3 separate regions of the Mus musculus genome follow, and regions 1 and 2 are each linked to region 3. A link is a contact called in public HiChIP or PLAC-seq and promoter capture Hi-C data. All regions are on one chromosome and are shown on one strand. Each heading gives the region's core, a stretch centred on a gene start, on an enhancer-like site or on the middle of the called end of the contact. The rest is flanking DNA. Distances are from core to core; before and after follow the strand shown. Region 1 holds the start of Emc4 (ER membrane protein complex subunit 4). Region 2 holds the start of Emc7 (ER membrane protein complex subunit 7). Region 3 holds the start of Lgr4 (leucine-rich repeat-containing G protein-coupled receptor 4).

What was found. Promoter capture Hi-C pulls out the DNA fragments that hold promoters and counts their contacts. HiChIP or PLAC-seq counts read pairs in DNA pulled down with a chosen protein or histone mark.
Region 1: a promoter capture Hi-C map of embryonic stem cells shows a contact between it and region 3, with 6 times the contacts expected there. The contact joins the promoter of Emc4 here to the promoter of Lgr4 in region 3. A contact is called at or near these places in 4 of 39 promoter capture datasets (embryonic stem cells, hippocampal neurons, pre-B cells and 1 more), 3 of 115 datasets of contacts at active chromatin or transcription factors (astrocytes, embryonic forebrain and stem cell-derived neural progenitor cells) and 1 of 9 other capture datasets (adipose tissue).
Region 2: a contact with region 3 is called in an H3K4me3 HiChIP or PLAC-seq map of stem cell-derived neural progenitor cells, with 8 times the contacts expected there. The contact joins the promoter of Emc7 here to the promoter of Lgr4 in region 3. A contact is called at or near these places in 2 of 39 promoter capture datasets (embryonic stem cells and pre-B cells), 3 of 115 datasets of contacts at active chromatin or transcription factors (astrocytes, pro-B cells and stem cell-derived neural progenitor cells) and 1 of 9 other capture datasets (liver).

Annotation. Positions count from the first base shown.
Region 1 is chr2:112,366,628-112,369,327 of GRCm38.p6, forward strand. It overlaps Emc4 (ER membrane protein complex subunit 4), which reads right to left and starts at 1,400. Exons shown (of 5, transcript NM_026519.3): 1 at 1,192-1,400; 2 at 775-889. The coding sequence starts at 1,277.
Region 2 is chr2:112,453,675-112,456,374 of GRCm38.p6, forward strand. Emc7 (ER membrane protein complex subunit 7) reads left to right here and starts at 1,351. Exons shown (of 5, transcript NM_133749.2): 1 at 1,351-1,626. The coding sequence starts at 1,394.
Region 3 is chr2:109,916,203-109,918,902 of GRCm38.p6, forward strand. Lgr4 (leucine-rich repeat-containing G protein-coupled receptor 4) reads left to right here and starts at 1,445. Exons shown (of 18, transcript NM_172671.2): 1 at 1,445-2,103. The coding sequence starts at 1,919.

The DNA of each region.
Region 1 (2,700 bases), core at 150-2,649, 2.5 Mb after region 3:
GAGTCTGACTGGTACAAGCAGAGTTATGTCTAATACTAAAAAGACGTTTGGTGTGTACGCGGAATGAACATGGAATTTTAGACTGATTTTGAGTAGGGATGGTCTGGCATGTTTTAAAGGGATCATTTTTGATGGCTGTGTTTGGAGACTGCAAAGAGGACAAGGTAGGACATAACAAGACCCATTAGAACTCCATACAGAGAAGGATACTGAGAATTTGAGAAGGGGAGACTTGAATATAGGATCTCAGGGGTTTATTTGCAGGTATACACAAAGCGCACCTCTTTAGACCTAGAAAACGTGGTAATGCTGGAAACATCTTTAGTTCACACAATTATGCAAAGCCATAGTGGTACCTAATGTGTAGAGATCAGGAGTACTAAACATCTTAAAGTAAGTACCCAGCATAATTCTCCCCAACAACAACAAAAATGTACTTAGCCCCAAAGAGAAAACAGAGAAAACAGTGCTGAGGTTGAGAAAGCATGATTTTAAATAGAGGGATGGAGGGATAGGTGGTAGATGGTTAGTCTACGGCTGGTGATGTAACAGTTGAAGGCAGTGAGAAATGATAGCAGGATTGGGATGTTTTCAGGGTAAAAGTGACACAGTATCCTAACACACCGAAATTATGTCAGGGAACATATACGTAAGATACTGTACCATGGATCTTAAGCAATGTGTCTTAATGACCGGCTGCTTTACCTCCACTCCAGAGAGTAAGGCGAAACAGGGCTGGCCTACACGCTACGGTAACGTCTAATACCTCTGTACCTTCTCCACCAGGATCCGGTCGGTCTCTTGCACGCTGGTATCAGGCACTTGCTTGTCCAAGTAACCGACTGGATAGAGGGAGTCTCCCTGTCCACTGCCCCGGTCACTTCGGCCCCTAAAGAACCAAACCAAATCAAGAGACTAAAACTGCGGGTTTCCAGCCCTATCAATCACAGGAAAAAGAACCTCAGATGTAGCTACCCAAATTAGACCCTCTCGTGCGTTCGTCAGTTCTCTCTGCCTATTGGGAAAACTAAAAGATCCTGGGGAAAAATACCTTCCACAGCACAGAAGCTCCTTGGGTAACATCTATGTGCTACCCACTCGTGTCGGAGACTTAGACGAGGCCCAGGTCCGCTGGATCTCGGGCCGTTCTAGGGTAAGGATCAGATACCGAGCTTCACTCGAGAGACTCACCTGCTGCCTCCTCCCGGCCCACTCAGCTCAATGGCCCATTTGAACCGCCGGCCTCGGTTGGCCACTAGGCCCCCCTGGGTCGTCATGACAGCGGCCGCTGGCTAAAAGTACCCACACCCTCCGGCCGCTTGCGTTCTGCAGGTAAGAACTAGCTGCAACTGCAAGCTCTCCGACTTCCTCGCGTTCGCCGCAGTGCACTTCCGGCGCATAATTGAACGTCACACGATCACCGGAAACTTCCTGTCGGGAATACAGAAGAAAGAATGCGTGAATTTAGAAAATCCGCAGACATCCAGAAGAGCAGCTTTCTGAAACCTCCCTGCGAGTACACCTCTCACTTGTGCTCTGTCTCTCAGGTGTGCGCCATCGTGCTGGAGTGAAGTCCGAAAAGACAAGAACTGAAGCCAAGAAGAGCACGAAATTGAAATGTTGTTTTAATCCTGGGGTTATCCGGAATTGGGTGACCTTGAGCGAATTATTCAACCTCTGAGTACTCCGTGTCCACATATCGCAGGAGCTATGTATTTGTCTTGTTGTTGTTCTTGTTTAAATGGTTTTCCCCCATTTAACTCGCAAACTAACCCACCGAGGTAGACTCTGGGAATGGAAAGATAAGCTGAGTTCAGGATTTATCTGGTCTCCTTTTAAGTCCTTTCATTACTTACTGTGCCACCTCGTCTAAATTAAATTCATTGCTCCACCTGCCTCATGCAAAACGATGGATAATCGCCTAATTTTGACCTGTTGTGGGATTAAATAGGACCTATAACCTAGACCTAACTTTTTTTTATCATTAAGCGTTATCATTCCTAGAAAGGAGTTTAATATTCAATGGCTCATCTGTATTGTAATTTAGTCTATTACTGGAAAAATGTTTCCTCCCTCTCACCCCTTTTATAATTCAGTGTTAGTGTGAAAATCACTTGGGACATCTGTTCCTATTGTACTAGGAGTGGAATTGCTACATCTAAGAGTATGTACATTTTTAAAGAATTACTATTTTAAATGCCTACTTTTAAATTATCAGTTCAAATACAGTAGTTTTGTTTATTTCTTCTATTTACCTTTATTACTGTTATTCCCAAATTGTTTGTTATGGCTGTAGTTTTGAGGAAAGGACTACTGTGACAGTATGGTTGAGGATCTGGCTGAAGAATACCTCCTTAGCCAACTTAAGTTTTAAGAGATAATCTCTTAGAGATGACGGTGATCTGCACACATTGAAGATTCCCACCTCCACATCATTTTCCAGTTTTGTAGTTCTATGTGCAGAGAAGAGAAGGCTGTGTATGACATACAGTGTAGCAGAGTGGCGGAGGGTGTGAGATTTTACCAGCTATTCAGAACACTGCAACCTAAGACATTAGTCTAGAATTTTCCATTTAAAGTTTGTAGAACACAAGTGAAGCTAGGAGAGCTACGTGCAGATAATCTAAGCCACGAAAAGCAAAACTGATGATTGAAAAGTTGTAATTAAATAAGTTGTCATTAAATGTGCCACGGTAGAAA
Region 2 (2,700 bases), core at 101-2,600, 2.5 Mb after region 3:
AAGCACTATTTATATAATAGTGTGTGTCAAATAAATATACATTATGTTGCATATTATATTTATTTAATATCAAGTATATGGATGTTGCTCACATGTATGTATGTATGTGAACTAGCCTGTGGAGGTATCAGATCACCTGGAATTTGAAGAGCTATAGTGTGGGGGCTGGGGACTGAACTCAGGTCTTCTGCAAGAGTAACAAGTGGTCTTAACAGCCGACTCATCTCTCTACCCCCATATATGTATATTTTTAATTTTATGTTTTTGCTTATAGACTATTTCTGGGCACAGAGTCAAGGGATGGAGATAGAGACCACTAGAAACATGCATAAAGTTAGGTGTATTAATTTCTGTAGCAAGAAAAACTCTATACCAGAGAAACTGAATAGAAGAGAATTAGTAGAAGAGTATTAGTAGAAGAGAAGATGGATGAATTTTTACAGTATTTAGGCCTCTGCTCAATGACTGAGTTATCTAAGGCAGGTAAGCATCAACTCTGAAAAGAATATGTTAGCCAACGAAACAGTGAGAAACGAAGCAGGGTTGCGGCACTCTTGGTAAATAAGAATTAAGAACTGGAAGAAGGATGCTAGACGCGGCATGGCTTTACGAAGGTAACTGTTTTCTGGTGGTCTGGCCATTTGCCCTGTCTGTGTCTTAGGTATTTTATTTACCATTTATAGTGAGTGCTTCACTTTCTCAGTCTGCAACCTTGTTTGTTAAAAAACCAAAGCATTAACACAGAATGAAAATAAACATTCTCCGCGAACTTAAACATGGATCACCATTTTTTGATATAGATTTTAAAAAACTTTTTGTTTTCCTTTTCAGCCCAAATTGTCTGCATTTCCACTCTCCATCGGGAGCTTCACTCTTTTTTTTTTTTTTTTTAACTTTTCTATGGAGGCAGAGTGCACAGGGTCTTTTACGGAGATATGTGGTAGAAAGGAGACTATTTAGAGCTAGCAAGAACCTTGAGAAAGTGATAGGGTCGATGTCTGAATGTTGTTAGCTACAGACACAGCACTCAACACTTCAGATCCTCATTCCTCTCGGTCTCATGGTCCTTTACGCCCACGATAAGACCTGCAACTGTGGACGCCACAGCAAAACTCTCTGCCAGCTTTACTTCGCCTTACATGCCCTGGCATCTTTACTTAAAAGCCTCGCCACCTTTTAAGCCCCAGCCCTGGGTCATTCGGAGCGTTGATCCTGCGCCCCTTCTCCTGATTAGTCAGCGGTCACAACTTCTCTCCGGGGCGTGGACAAGCTCCGGGCCGGATCCGGCTCGGGATGATGACGACATCGGCTGGCGACGGTGGCGGCAGCTTTAGCGGCCTTGCGGCGGGGTAGGACTTCCGGGCCGTAGGCCTGACTCCTCAGAGCTGCTGTCATGGCGGGTGCTCTGTGGGGTTTCTTCTCCGTCCTGCTTCTGTTATTATCAGGAGATGCCCACAGCTCGGAGGTGCCTGGGGCTGCTGCCGAGGGCCCGGGAGGTAGTGGGGTCGGCCTGGGAGATCGTTTTAAGATCGAGGGACGTGCGGTTGTTCCGGGGGTGAAGCCTCAGGACTGGATCTCCGCGGCCCGAGTGCTGGTAGACGGAGAAGAGCATGTCGGCTTCCTTAAGTGAGCATCCCGAGGGCAGCAGGAAAGCGATTGGGGCGGACGCTGGAAGGGTATCCAGCTAGGACAGCTGTCAGGACCCTCAGTGTAGCTGTCAGAAACTGAAGGCACCGGCGCCACTAACGGTTTGTGCTGGGAGACCTTGAGAGGCAGTCAGGTACTTCAGCAACGAGGATGGCGGACAGTGGTCCCAGGCGCCCGAGACCTATGCGGTCATTTATTTGTAGCCGTATTTTGGCTCCAGTGTGAGACAGATCATACTTGGGCCCAGGGGAGTCTCATTTATCTGTTGGGTTTTACCCGCTTTGCATTTTGTCTAGTGTTTCTGAAACCTAGTTGCTTTCTCCATGTCACTCTTCTGATAGCTTGGTGTTGTGTAGAAAGATGCTGAACAAGTGGGAATTGTCAAAGCCCAAAGGGCTCCCAGTGATGACATAGACTGTAAGGCTAATGGTCCTGCTTCTAAAATTAATGGGCCCAGAAGTCCCTAATCAAAGAGTGCTTTTTTGGGGCCCGAGTTTGTGATTATTGTTCTTTTTACAATTGAATTCATCGAGGGATTTGCGATATCATAGTCGTCATTTAAGTCAGACCAGGGTTACTCGAGATTCCTTACGCCTAGTTGTTCTTTTCTTGTTCTTAAGAGTTTGTGATTTATGTTTAGATTGGAAGGTGGGTTGAATTTCTTAATGCTTTGTCAGCAGTCCGTTTTCATTCTTCAAGCCACGAATATGTTTTAAATTTTGCCATCAGTATTTGGAGTTGAAACTATGAGTTGAAAGAAAATATTTCTTTGCTGGCTTTATAGACCAACTTCAACCATACATCTTAAATGTGGATGTTTCAACTTGAATTGCTTATTTCTGCAGATTGTTGATGTTCCCTTGTGGGATATTCAACCTCAGATTAATAAATAATGGCAAGTTGACAACCAATATTTTAATGTTATTTGGCATTAGGGTATTGTTTAAATTTTGTCCTAATTAATGTTTCATTAGTAATAAATTCCCACTAGGATGTGGGAGGTAAGGCTTAATTGAGTAGTCAACTTCTGCCGTATGCAGCACATTTGAAAAC
Region 3 (2,700 bases), core at 195-2,694:
TTAAGTATCAATTAGAATTAGACTTTTTCCTCACTTTATTTACTCATGAAATTGGCTGAAAAGTAATAGAAATGGAAAAACAAAAACAAAAAACAAGTTGCGGAGGCTTCTGAAATACTAACTAGACCAGGAGTGAGATGATCTTGGGCAGAGGGCAGAAGAACATGGTATCCAAGAGATTCTGAGGCCTTGTCTATAAAGTCTGAGCGCCACTGGTCTTTCTTTTTAAAGTTCTCTTTCAACCTTATAGTGAGGAAATTCATCTTTCTTAAAACTTGTCTGTATTTATTTATCCATTAGCATAACTTTAGAGTATATGGATTCAACCTGACTTTATTATTATTTAGCATATTCTTTAATGTAGAGATGGTAGATTTTTTTTTTTTTATTTAGGAAATCGGCTAGCTTTTCGTTAATTTATTTACATTTTCTTTTTTTTTTATTTGCATGAGGTGGCTAGTTAACTTTATACAGTATAGATATTTTAATGCTCTTCTTGCTCTAATGTAATGGGTTCATTAAAAATGTGTACAATCTAGAGTAAAAACAACCAAAGGCCTAGGAGAAAGCAAGAAAAGAGGCACTGAGAATGCTGATTTTTTTTTTTCTATAAACATTATGTGGGAAAAAGGAAGGGATGCTGATAGTTAACACACAAGTTGTTTCTGGTGTCTCAGGGGCAGTCAGCTGGCACTCAAATGTTCTCTTCCAGTGCTGGTTAACCGGCACCTCCTTGGCTGGACTCCTCAACATCCTTGTGTTTAGGGAGAAAGAAGTCTGATTGGTGTCATGGATGATTAACCGCTAATTTAGCTCCCAAGTGTGAATGAAAAAGGGTACTAAGATCTCAGAGGTGATGTGAGATACAGGAGGGGTCACGCTGTTTTAATTTAGTGCACGGTTGAACTCAAAAATTTGGATCAGATAGAAAGAAATGTTTCTCCCTCCTTTTCGACCCCCACCCCCACCCCCATTTCTTTCCTCTGTTTGCAAAGCTCTCAGTGCCCTTGCCCTTAAGAACAGCGAAGAGTCATTTGACACGTCTGAAAGCTGGAGGCGAGTTTTACTTTTCAGGTCATCCAATTTAGGAGATCCAATTTCTGCGGAGGGGAGAAAAAAACTGGGTGGGGGAGGGAAACAGCAGACTCCTGGTCTTCCGATCTGTCTACCTTCAATACACAACCTGACATGCAGATCCAGCCAAGTCAGGGCTTTTACTTGAACCTCCACTACCAGCCCCAGCAGCAGCAGCACAACCTTGTCACTCATTCCAGAGAAACACGCCCCATTCCTCTTGACCAATAATGGCTCCACTGCCTGCATAGTAATGAGCTCGAGACCTCCCCTGACCAATAGCGCTCCCGGAGCGGGGTTAGTTTTGCATGTACCTAAATGATTTGCATAACCCGGCGGCCAGGGGCTCCCGAGGCGAGCGTGCAACCCTAGAAGGGAAAAGGACGCGCGGAGCGGGAGCCGCCTCGGGGAGAGCGCGGACAACCAGGGTGTTTGTGAGAGCTGGGGCGGGGGTTGGGACGCCTGGCCGGCATGGCTGGAGGCTGCGCTCCGCAACCTTGAGGAGCTGTGCGGCTGGAGGAGGCCCGGGACAGGAGGCGGCGGCGATGGCAGCGCGCGGCCCGGGCAGCCGCTCTGGGCCGGGTCGGCTGGCCTGAGCCGCGGGGCTGCCGGTGCGCGTCCATGGAGCAGCGGGAAGGGAGAAACTGCGGAGCGCCGCGTCCTAACGCTCCGGCGGCAGACTGCTGAAGGAAGCGAGCGCACGCGGACCGCCGAGGGACGGCGCCCGGGCCCCGAGCCCCGCAGGCCGGCTGCCCCTGGTGCGGCGCGGTGCGGCGGAGGGCAGCGGAGGCGAGTCGAGCGAGAGGAGCCGCGGGAGAGGCGGGCGCGGGCGGCGGCCGCAGCAATGCCGGGCCCGCTGCGGCTGCTCTGCTTCTTCGCCCTGGGGCTGCTCGGCTCGGCCGGGCCCAGCGGCGCGGCGCCACCTCTCTGCGCTGCGCCCTGCAGCTGCGACGGCGACCGTCGGGTGGACTGCTCCGGGAAGGGGTTGACGGCGGTACCGGAGGGGCTCAGCGCCTTCACCCAAGCACTGTGAGTGCGGGCGACCGGGCTGCGGGTTGAGGGACCCGCGGGCGCTGCGGGGCGGAGCCAGGGCTCGACCCCAGCCCCCAACCCCAGCGCCCTGGGGGTGCACGAATCACCTGTGTGTGTGTGTGTGTGTGTGTGTGTGTTGGAGGGTCAGGGGGATTGGCCCCCTTTCCCGTATGCTGGCCTCTCCAGACTTAGCCACTTTGAATCTGAACCTCTAGGAGCTTTTTCTTTTTGCAGCTTTTTTTTGGGGGGGGGGGTGCAATTACTACCTCCTACCCCCCACCCCCCACCTCAAATCGCAAGTGCATTTAGGGCCAGGAGGGAGGATGCTGGAAACGCTTGCCCTTGGCAGCCTTTCACGTGACCTCTTCCCCCATGCGGCCCCCTGTTCGGCTGGCAAAACTTTGGCCACGGATGAGGGCGCCTAGAACTTGGCCTGCGTTTGCCGACCAGGCACGTTCCATGGGGAAGCACCTGAATACCCCCAGGGTTCCCGCAGGCGGAGTGAAGAAACACCTGTACCTAAGAAGGGGAATCGCTTTCCAGTTTGGCCCCGTCCTGCCTGTGCAGTGTGACACCTTAGCTCAGATCCACTCG